Regions from separate parts of the Mus musculus genome. Here region 2 is linked to region 1. The links are chromatin contacts, called in public Hi-C maps. All regions are on one chromosome and are shown on one strand. Each heading gives the region's core, a stretch centred on a gene start, on an enhancer-like site or on the middle of the called end of the contact. The rest is flanking DNA. Distances are from core to core; before and after follow the strand shown. Region 1 overlaps Pik3r1 (phosphoinositide-3-kinase regulatory subunit 1). Region 2 has its middle 23 kb from the start of Cd180.

What was found. Hi-C and Micro-C count contacts between places; a contact is called where the count stands out from the background.
Region 2: a contact with region 1 is called in a Hi-C map of bone marrow-derived macrophages, with 12 read pairs. The contact joins two enhancer-like sites. A contact is called at or near these places in 1 of 484 Hi-C or Micro-C datasets (bone marrow-derived macrophages) and 4 of 115 datasets of contacts at active chromatin or transcription factors (bone marrow-derived macrophages, cardiomyocytes, large pre-B cells and 1 more).

The regions. Positions count from the first base shown.
Region 1 is chr13:101,733,989-101,738,825 of GRCm38.p6, reverse strand. All of the region lies in intron 2 of Pik3r1 (phosphoinositide-3-kinase regulatory subunit 1), which reads left to right. Among named protein-coding and RNA genes, the nearest start is that of Pik3r1, 32 kb to the left of the region's middle. Within about 2 kb of position 1,990, at least 65 of the 459 cell types and tissues checked have an H3K27ac peak or open chromatin away from gene starts, as enhancers often do. A contact at or near this core is called in bone marrow-derived macrophages and microglia, where this site is marked.
Region 2 is chr13:102,714,052-102,718,541 of GRCm38.p6, reverse strand. No RefSeq gene overlaps it. Among named protein-coding and RNA genes, the nearest start is that of Cd180, 23 kb to the right of the region's middle. Within about 2 kb of position 1,356, at least 12 of the 459 cell types and tissues checked have an H3K27ac peak or open chromatin away from gene starts, as enhancers often do. A contact at or near this core is called in bone marrow-derived macrophages and microglia, where this site is marked.

The sequences.
Region 1 (4,837 bases), core at 741-3,240:
GACTCTCTGAGTTTGAGGCCAGCCTGTTCTATAGAGTGAGTTCCAGGACAGCCAGGGTCACACAGAGAAAACTTGTCTCAACCTCCCTCTGCCGTCAAATAAAATGGTTTCTTAGGCTTCATGGACAATTGAGTAACCCCATAACCCCAGTTTCCTTTCTTTATGGTCACTACCTAATCCTCTGGGATCAAGCATAAAATATTCTGGTCTCTTACAGTGAAAAGATTAAACAGCTGAAGTTTAAATTAAATCATTAATTTGGAGTTTTCTGTGACTACATTCATTATATTCTCTGTTGGGATTACGTTCCTGTGGATTTGACAGATACATAAAAGTGACAATATGTGCTTATCAAGGGCAAATAAAAGTTCTGCACGCTGAAATCCTGAGTGGTGTTTTTAGTTTTCTGTTTATATTAAAACCTTTTAAAATTGAAATGATTTAACGAGGTTTTCTTTTTCTGGATACCTAGTAGAAGAAAAAATCAGAAGCATGAAGCAATTGAGTATATTTACGTGGAGACAGGCCTGAGTGATGGAAATTTTTTTTTTTTCTTTCAGTAGGATTTAGCAGAAAGCATGTGTCGAAAGTCTTACCTAAATGGGTCATAATTAAAGACGTTGGGGCTTATTTATTTTAATTAGAAATATTAAGCTACACTCAGTGGGCTTCATGGAAAAAATTTTTTTCTAATTGCATATTTTATTTTACGTCAAGTAATAAATTAAATTTTTGTGGGTACCAAAAAGACGTTTTAGCTTTAACCACAATCATAACTCATGCTAAATATATTAATGTTGTGTTGATTAGCTGGCTAACTGTTTCTGGAGAGTTAACTGGTGAGACCTATTGTTGTTGATGTTTTTCGTTTTCCAGTAATAGTGGCAGAGCAATCAGTGTCCTTTCTGGAGAAAGGTTCTCGTTTGAGTTGCTCTGATCAATACAGGTGACTAGAAGCAGAGGTAAAGAGCAGCGCTTACTTCTGCTGTGTTCTCTTTAAAACTCTGTCAGATGCTGTTGTTGCGTTGCCCCTCCCGTGGGTTTGACAGAGTTTCTGGGAAATCCACAGAGGCAACTCTCTCAGCCTCTTACGAAAAGGGGCAGAATGGAAGGGGGAACTCACTCACAGTTCCTGTCGGGATTAAACCGGGCATCCAAGTGGCGCGCCTCAGGTTGACTCTCAGACCTAGCTGCTGTCTCTGGGATGGAAGATCCCATCTCAACATCCTCCATGTATAGCACAGAACAATCCTTGTTACCCATCTCGTTTTCTCGCCAAAGAGAATCTGTAGAACAAAGCAATTTAGACTACTCAAGTACATTGGCCATTCCCAGTTGTCTTTGACAGTTCTTAATTAGAGTAAAAACGGACACAGTCAGCAGTAGGAACAGTTTTTCGGGACATTTGGGAATTTGTACAAATATACTTTAGAGGAAAAAAAAAAAAAAAGAAAGACAAACTGTTTGGCTTCTGCATCATTTATTATGTGTGCGCCCTTGAATCTGGTGTAAAGTGCCTGGGATGAAGATTGGTTTCTGCTATTGTACAGCCAAAGGGGTAGCCATTGCACTATGGTCTCAGTTACATGGTGAACTTGTAAATAAGTCAGGCATTAAAAACTTCCAGTGGCATCCTTGGCTGAGAGTCCGTCTTAGTCACTGTGAAGTATTTGCTGCATGACCTAAAGATGGTACCATAACATACATAGCCTTGGCTTTCTCATCTGTAAAATGGGATCGATGGCCAGGAATGAGCTGTGTGGGAGCTCTCTCAGACACACCTCCACTCCCAGAAGACCCCAGGACCTAAGGCTCATTGATGATAATTCTCAAAACAGAAAGGACACATTGAACACACACACACACACACACACACACACACACACACACTCAGTGTTTCTTAGACTTAAGTGATATGTTTGAACCTGACGAAAATGAAAGGAATTGAGATTGCCCGGCCACAGGAAATAGAGGCCAAGGGCCAAGTTAAACAGCTGAAACCACGCACAAAGCAGGAGATCATGGGAGATAGCAAACGCTTCGACGCTCTCTTTGTCGGTGTTTGAGGGAGAAATGACAGCAGAATTGTCATGTTTAGACCAGCTGCCTCTTCTACCTCACCTGAGAGTTCTCCTCCTCGTCCGTGGAAGGCAGACAGGACCAGCTGTGTTCTGTGGCAAAATGCGTTTTTCTCCACAGCTCGGTGCTTTCCCAGGCGCAGGCACCCTGGAACCTGGAATGGTTTCGTTTCTTAGCACAGAGTTTTCATTTAACATGGAACATTGTTGCTTGAATGATGCTCATTAGGAGTCTCTACTCATGTTTTCCTTTGCCTGCTTCAATAGTATCTAGTTCTGTTTTCTGTTTGTTTCTTGTTTTGTTTTCCAAGACTGTTCTTCTTTAGTCCTAGGAGACTAATACTTTACACACACACACACACACACACACCCAAGCTGACCTCTAAACTCATGATAATCCTCCTGCCTCAGCTTCTCTAGAGCTAGAATTATAAGTATAGGCAATCAGGCCCAACTGTTTGTGCCACTTAGGTATAAACCATTCCAGGGTCATGGATCTGTTAGGCAGAGTTTAGTTGACTCCATACTGTATCTTCAGAGGGCATAGTACTGGCAAAACCATACCCAGAGCTGCAGTTCACTTCTGCTTTGTCCATTTAGTGTGTCCATTTCCTCTTTGAGGAAAACCTTTGGTTTTTCAGAACTCCATTTTCCTTTACAAAGTCAGAGTTGCAATAGCAAAATAACTTAAAAATATTTTGTTTTCTTGCTCACTAATTCATTATGAAATAGCTCAATGCTTAAAAGGAAAAAAAGAAAAAATGTGCTGGGTCTTGGTGGGAGGGAGGACATGCCTGCCTGCCTGCTCTGAATCTGATTCTCCTGCCCAATAGAGGTTGCCATCTATTGGCCAAAGAGAGAAATAAAATGAAAAGTTCGGCCCACGCTCCAGGTGGTGCGATGGTCACGGAGAGGTTCTTTTGGTAAAGTTCTTGGCTAAAATATATGAAAATGCATGATTCTTTAGGAACCTTAAGCCCAGGATCATTGGCCGTAGCCGGTCTCTGTAAGTCATGATAGGTATTTAAGAAGTGGCTACATAGCTCTTTTAAATGCATATTTCTTGAGACCACCAGAATTCCATTTTAATGAAATATTAAATGGAGTTTTAATTAGACAAATTGATGGCTGATTTTGTAACTCTGTGGTTGGTTTGGGCTTTCTTTCATTCCAGCCTTTGGAATCTGGTATTTCCTGCCCAGCTGACATGAGACAGGCTCTGTAGAACGGGCAACTGGTGGCTCTTGGTGCTGGGATCTGGTTAATTTGACCATGTGCACTATTTAGAGGTTTAAGTAGTGGCATCTCTCCAGAGTTGTATAATGTCATAAGGTGCATTTGACAAAAAAAGGGAGGTGGTTCGTGGAAAATTCTCAAGCAACTGCAAACAGGGGAAAGAGTTCCTTTGGTCTTGGGTGGACACACACACATACTCACCCACTCCACACTCCACACACACACACACACACACACACACACACACACACACAAACACATAGGACAGCTTGAACTTAGAAAGCACCAGTATAACAATTTTTATTATTAATAACACATCATTTTAAATTGACTTCTCATCCCTAATATCTGAAAATAATCTTATAAATCCTGAAAGCTAAATTGTATATACATTAGTGCTTTACTTAATATGCCTCACCATGGTGTGTGTATGTGTGTGTGTGGTGTATGTGTGTGTGCGTGTGTGTGTGTGTGTGTGTGTGTGTGTGTGTGGTGTATGTGTGTGTGTATGTGTGTATGTATGTGTGTGTGTTGGGTAGTATCCTAACCAACTATGAATAAGGCTCACAGTCTAACCTTGTGGTTTTATTTCTTCCTTACCTGCCTGTTCATATTTGGAGTGTGAAGCTTTTTTAAATGCTGTGTACTACCCAAGTAATCATTTGATACCCTGGATTCAGGCATTTGACGTTCAGTTAATTAATTCCTGTGCCTTCCACTGTGAACTAAGAACGATGACAGCTAAAGAAGGAGGCGGTACAAGAGAAACCAGGAAACCCATATGTTATTTGCTTCCATTTTCACATAGTACACCTATATATGTGTGAAACAAATATATAAACTGTTACAAAGCAGCATATTGATGAATTGAAATGAGTGGAGCATGATACGAGCAAGAAGCCGGCAGGAGAACGGTTGGAGTGGGGCCTAGAGAAAGCAGAGTTTTTGAAGGAAGCGAGACATGTTTATGTGTTCTGATACAGGTCAGTATTAGGCTCACCCTGAATGGCTTAATGTCATGTGAGCAGTGGGGAGAAGAGAAAGGGCAGCATCATGGAAATGGTTGAGGCATGGGCATCTCCTGTGGGCAAGCCGAGATGTATTGTTGAGGTCAGGCTGTGTAACTTCCTTCTGAAAAGGCCCTGCCCATTTACCAGTCATGATACCTTTCTTTCACTTCTATTTTTGTCCCTTCCTTTAGGAAAAGGACTAGATGCTTACTCGTTAGTTAAAACTCAAAGTCATTTTCCTGTTCTGGTTGCTTTTGTTCCTCGAGTTTGAGAAGAATCGAATTAGGTCCGCGTGAAACATTTGGTCCCTCTGTCAAGTTTCCATTTTCCTATTACCTGATATGTCTTTCTTTTTAAAATGCTGTCCCCTCTCATCCACCAGATCTGTATCGTGGTGCCCCTCCTTGGTCTTTCCCTTTTGGATAAAGGCAGATATACTGAGCTTTAAAATTCTGCCTGGATAGATTATCTGCTCTGGCACAAAGTGGCCCTGTCATAAAACCCAGAATTGAA
Region 2 (4,490 bases), core at 107-2,606, 980 kb before region 1:
AGACTCATTTGCGCCCAAAGCTTATAGAACAGTTGAAAATACTTGGTATCAGCATTTTTCAGATACACACCATTTGACAGTCTAGAAACATTTCCTCACAAAACAATTGTCTTTATGACTACAAAGAGACCTAAGAACCACTTTTCTCTACTATATGATACCAAGATGTTCCACCACCAGAGATCGTTCATTGTCATCCACTAAGCTGAGACCAGCACCATGCATATTAAATAAGGAGCAGAGGAATGAAATCTGTGAATTTAGTTCACCCATTCATCAGTAATTCATCAACATAACACAGAACTGTGAATGGACAACCCTCTTTCCTCTCAGCGCTTGAGGTAATTACTAATTTTTCATATTCTATTGCTTAAAGTGTATATAAACACATTTCTTCTATGACACTCTGTGACAGAGGAACTCTACTTATTCCATTTATCATCTTTTCCTGGTGCTACTAGAATGTGTTACATGGGCAGCCAGGTACCTGATAAATGAATAGGTTCTATTATTCAGTATTTTCCAGCTAGTCAAACATGTTACACATTTTTTTCCAATGAGAAAAGTAAATAGATGTCTTCTCTCTTCAAAACAGTTTCTCGTATTCTATTCCAGTCAATGGTAATTAGAACATGTCCTGAAGTCAGGCTGCAATTTATCTTGCCAGACTCTCTCCACAAACACACAATCAAATCAGAATTAATAAAAAGCCTGTTTTCGTTTTTAATATCTGAAAAAAAGTCATCTGACAGTTCATAAATTTCCCGCATGTAATTTGCTACAGCTAGACTCTTAAGACGTCAGGAGGATTCTGGAAACTAGGAAAAATTCCATCCATAAATTTCTATCTATCTCAGCCATCTGAGCACCAAAGCAAAAGCATTCCTAAGTTCTCCTGCAGTTAAAAGACAGAGCCTCCATTGCACTGTCTCTCAGACTTCCTAATGCTGCAACCCCTTAATACAGTTCCTCATGCTGTGGTGACCCCCAACAACAAAATTATTCCATTGCTACTTCAGAACTATAATTTTGTTACTATTATTAATCATACTATAAATATCTGGTATGCAGGGCATCTGATATAAGACCCTTGTGAACAAACAGGTCATTTGGTTCCTAAAAGGGTCTTCACCCACAGGTTGAGAACCACCACTCCAAAGGGCCTTGGTTCTTACAGTCCTCTGAAGATAACTTATCCCATGACAGAGAATGTCAATACGGGCTGACAGAACTTGTCAAAACAACCCCAAGCACCTAAGGGCCCTTTCATTATTTTAAAAGCCTCACTCAGTGTATATTTTCTTTGCCCTTTCCAATTTCCTCATCTTAGCAAGGGCTTGTGTCAAATCACCCTTCCCCTTTCTGGACTGATCTTCCTCATTATTGCCCTAAGGTTGTTGGCTGGAATCAAATTTCAGGCCTACAGACCAACATCTGCTGAGATTAACACATACAGAAAGCCCACTTAGTGTATTTGGTCAAAGGTACTCCAGGATACATCTTAGTTCTTTCCCTGGGAGAACATTCAGAAATGTAGTCTTTCCTTTCCTTCTAGGCACAGAAAAGGTGAATAGAAATGTTCTTTACAGAGATATATTTCCTTCACTAAAGATAGGACTAAAAGGATAACTAAACATTGGTAACTTTGCAAACCAGTCTGTGCTACCATTGCGGTCGATGCAGATCCTGTTAGCAGGAAGCACAGAAAAGCATGGTTCTGGCTGCCCTAAGATGTCTTACATCGTAAAGCAGCTTGAAGAATCCTACTGAACGGAGGGCGCAACTCTCCAAACAGCTCTCTTTGCCCTTTATTTAGCCATTGAAACGTTTCTATATGCAGCTGTGAATGAACCTAAGGGCTAGAAGGGTATGGCTCAGTGGTGGAGCTCTAAGTTAGCCCAAGGGAGGCCCTGATATCCACCCCTAACCATTAATTCTGTGATGTCTTTGATCCTTGTCTAAATTACCTTATACATACACGGTTCAACCTACATTAAAACTTCCTTGTTGTAGCCTCTATGTTTTAAAGATATTTTTAGAAAGCAAACATAGGAAATAGTAAAACACAACCAACACATGTATAAAGCAAGCAAATAAACACAACAACAAACCCATACCAAGAGTTCTTAGGTTATATGATTAGCCAGAATTCCAGACCCCAAACCATGAACTACCTAGCAGTCTTATTGTCTTCCTGTAGCACAAAGTGACGGTTAGCACTCACCCAGAAGGTCATGTCCTCTCTCACCACATCAATCAACCTAGGATAATTCCACAACCTAGCAATTTGACTTACCTAGGAAATTACCCCCTGCTTCTATGAGAGTGCTCCTCCTACCCACCATCCACTCTCGCCTCACCACCCTAGCATCTCCCTATGCTGGGGTATCAAGCCTTCACAGGACCAGGGGCCTTCCCTCCCTTTGATGCCAGACAAGGCCATCCTCTGGTACACATCCAGCTGGAGCCATGTGTACTCTTTGGTTGGTTTAGTCCCTGGGAGCTCTGGAAGGTCTGGTTGGTTGATATTGTTGTTCTTCCTATAAGGTTGCAAAACCCTTCGGCTCCTTCAGTCCTTGCCCTAACTTCTCCATTGGGGTCCCTGTGCTCAGTCCAAGGTTTGGCTGCGAGCATCTGCATTTGTATTGGTCAGCCTCTGCTCCACTCTCTGTCCCTGCATTTCCTTCAGACAGGAGCAATTCTGGGTTAATATTTTTGAGATGGGTGGGTAACCCCATCCCTCAACTGGAGGCTGTGCCTAATCACTGGATATGGTCTCTATAGGTTCTATCCCCCTTTGTTGGGTATTTTGGCTAAGGTCATCCCTGTTGGGTCCTGGGAACCTCTTGCTGTTTCAAGAGCCCAGTTCTCTGTGTAGTCAATGACATGTTGGTCCAGCATACTTGGGTGTGGAAAGAAGAAAGACCTGTTGGCCATGGTACAAGTTAGTACCTTACACAGCTCTACAAAAAGTCTATTAATTTGGTGAAACCAAGGTCTCTTAGAAATATCCATCCTCTTTCATTAAGCTTCACCAGCAGATGGCTATCTGTAGCCGGGAAGGTGAAGGATGAAGATGCTTGGAGGATCCACTGCAGGCAGGCTATAGCCAGAATGCATGTATCAGTGCCACTTTAAACCATATCCTTAAGTACCAACCTTCCTAAAAAAATTTGTCACAGTGTACTGTCACTTTGGAATACATGTGCTTTGTTAAATGGTGTCATGCTAAAGAAATTCTCCCAAGCTGGAGATATAGCCACTCCTGTTGGACCCAGTGCAGCTTCTGTGAATGGCCCACTGTGATACACGCCCCTCCTCATTCCAACAGTGATCCTTGGCAACAGCTATGGCACCCTCTGTCTTTACTAGAAAAACAATAGTGACCCACAGAGGTTGGGTGCGATAATTGCATTTGAAAACACACATAAAGATACTATCTTTCAGTTAGTGCCACCCCTGAGAAACTATTGACAGTTGAGGGCTTCTGGGAGAGGGACACTCAGGTTTCTTCAAGGGTGGTGTCTTAGTCAGGGTTTCTATTCCTGCACAAACATCATGACCAAGAACTAAGTTGGGGAGGAAAGGGTTTATTTGGCTTACACTTCCACATTGCTATTCATCACTGAAGGAAGTCAGGACTGGAACTCAAGCAGGTCAAAAAGCAGGAGCTGATGCAGAGGCCATGGAGGGATGTTTCTTACCGGCTTGCTTCCCCTGGCTTGCTCAGCCTGCTCTCTTATAGAACCAAGACTACCAGCCCAGAGATGATCCCACCCACAAGGAGCCTTTCCCCCTTGATCACTAATTGAGAAAAAGCCTTACAGCTGAGTCTTGTGGAGGCATTTCCTCAACTGAAGCTCCTTTCTCTGTGATAACTCCAGCTGTGTCAAGTTGACACAAAACTAGCCAGTACAGGTGGCATCTTACAAGGGTCTTCACAACCCCTAATAAGCCAGTCATGCTCTAGTGGATAGCCCCACACCCAGGAGTGTATGATATACAGGAGTATATGATATACAGAAGTATATGATATACAGGATTATATGATATGGTGATAGTGCTAACTGTGCTTTATGGTTTATTTAAAAATAAAAGAAAGGGTGCCGGGCAGTGGTGGTGCACGCCTTTAATCCCAGCGCTTGGGAGGCAGAGGCAGGCAGATTTCTGAGTTCAAGGCCAGCCTGGTCTAGAGAGTTCCAGGACAGCCAGGGCTACAAACCCTGTCTCAAACAAACAACAACAACAAAAAACAAAAACAAAAACAAACAAACAAAAAACCCTCTGATGAGACCTGTACTGTGAGGATAAGTAACTCTGAGGAGGCTGGCCCTAGACCTACAGCCTTCTCATCCTGTAGAGATGTCTTGGTGTAGTAATAACCCGATGCTAACTTTCCTCTACAGGTTTGAGGGGGTCCCTTACATACAAAAGAATGCGAGTACGCTCTCTTTTCAGAATATGGTTCATCTCAAAGCTGTTTACACTTT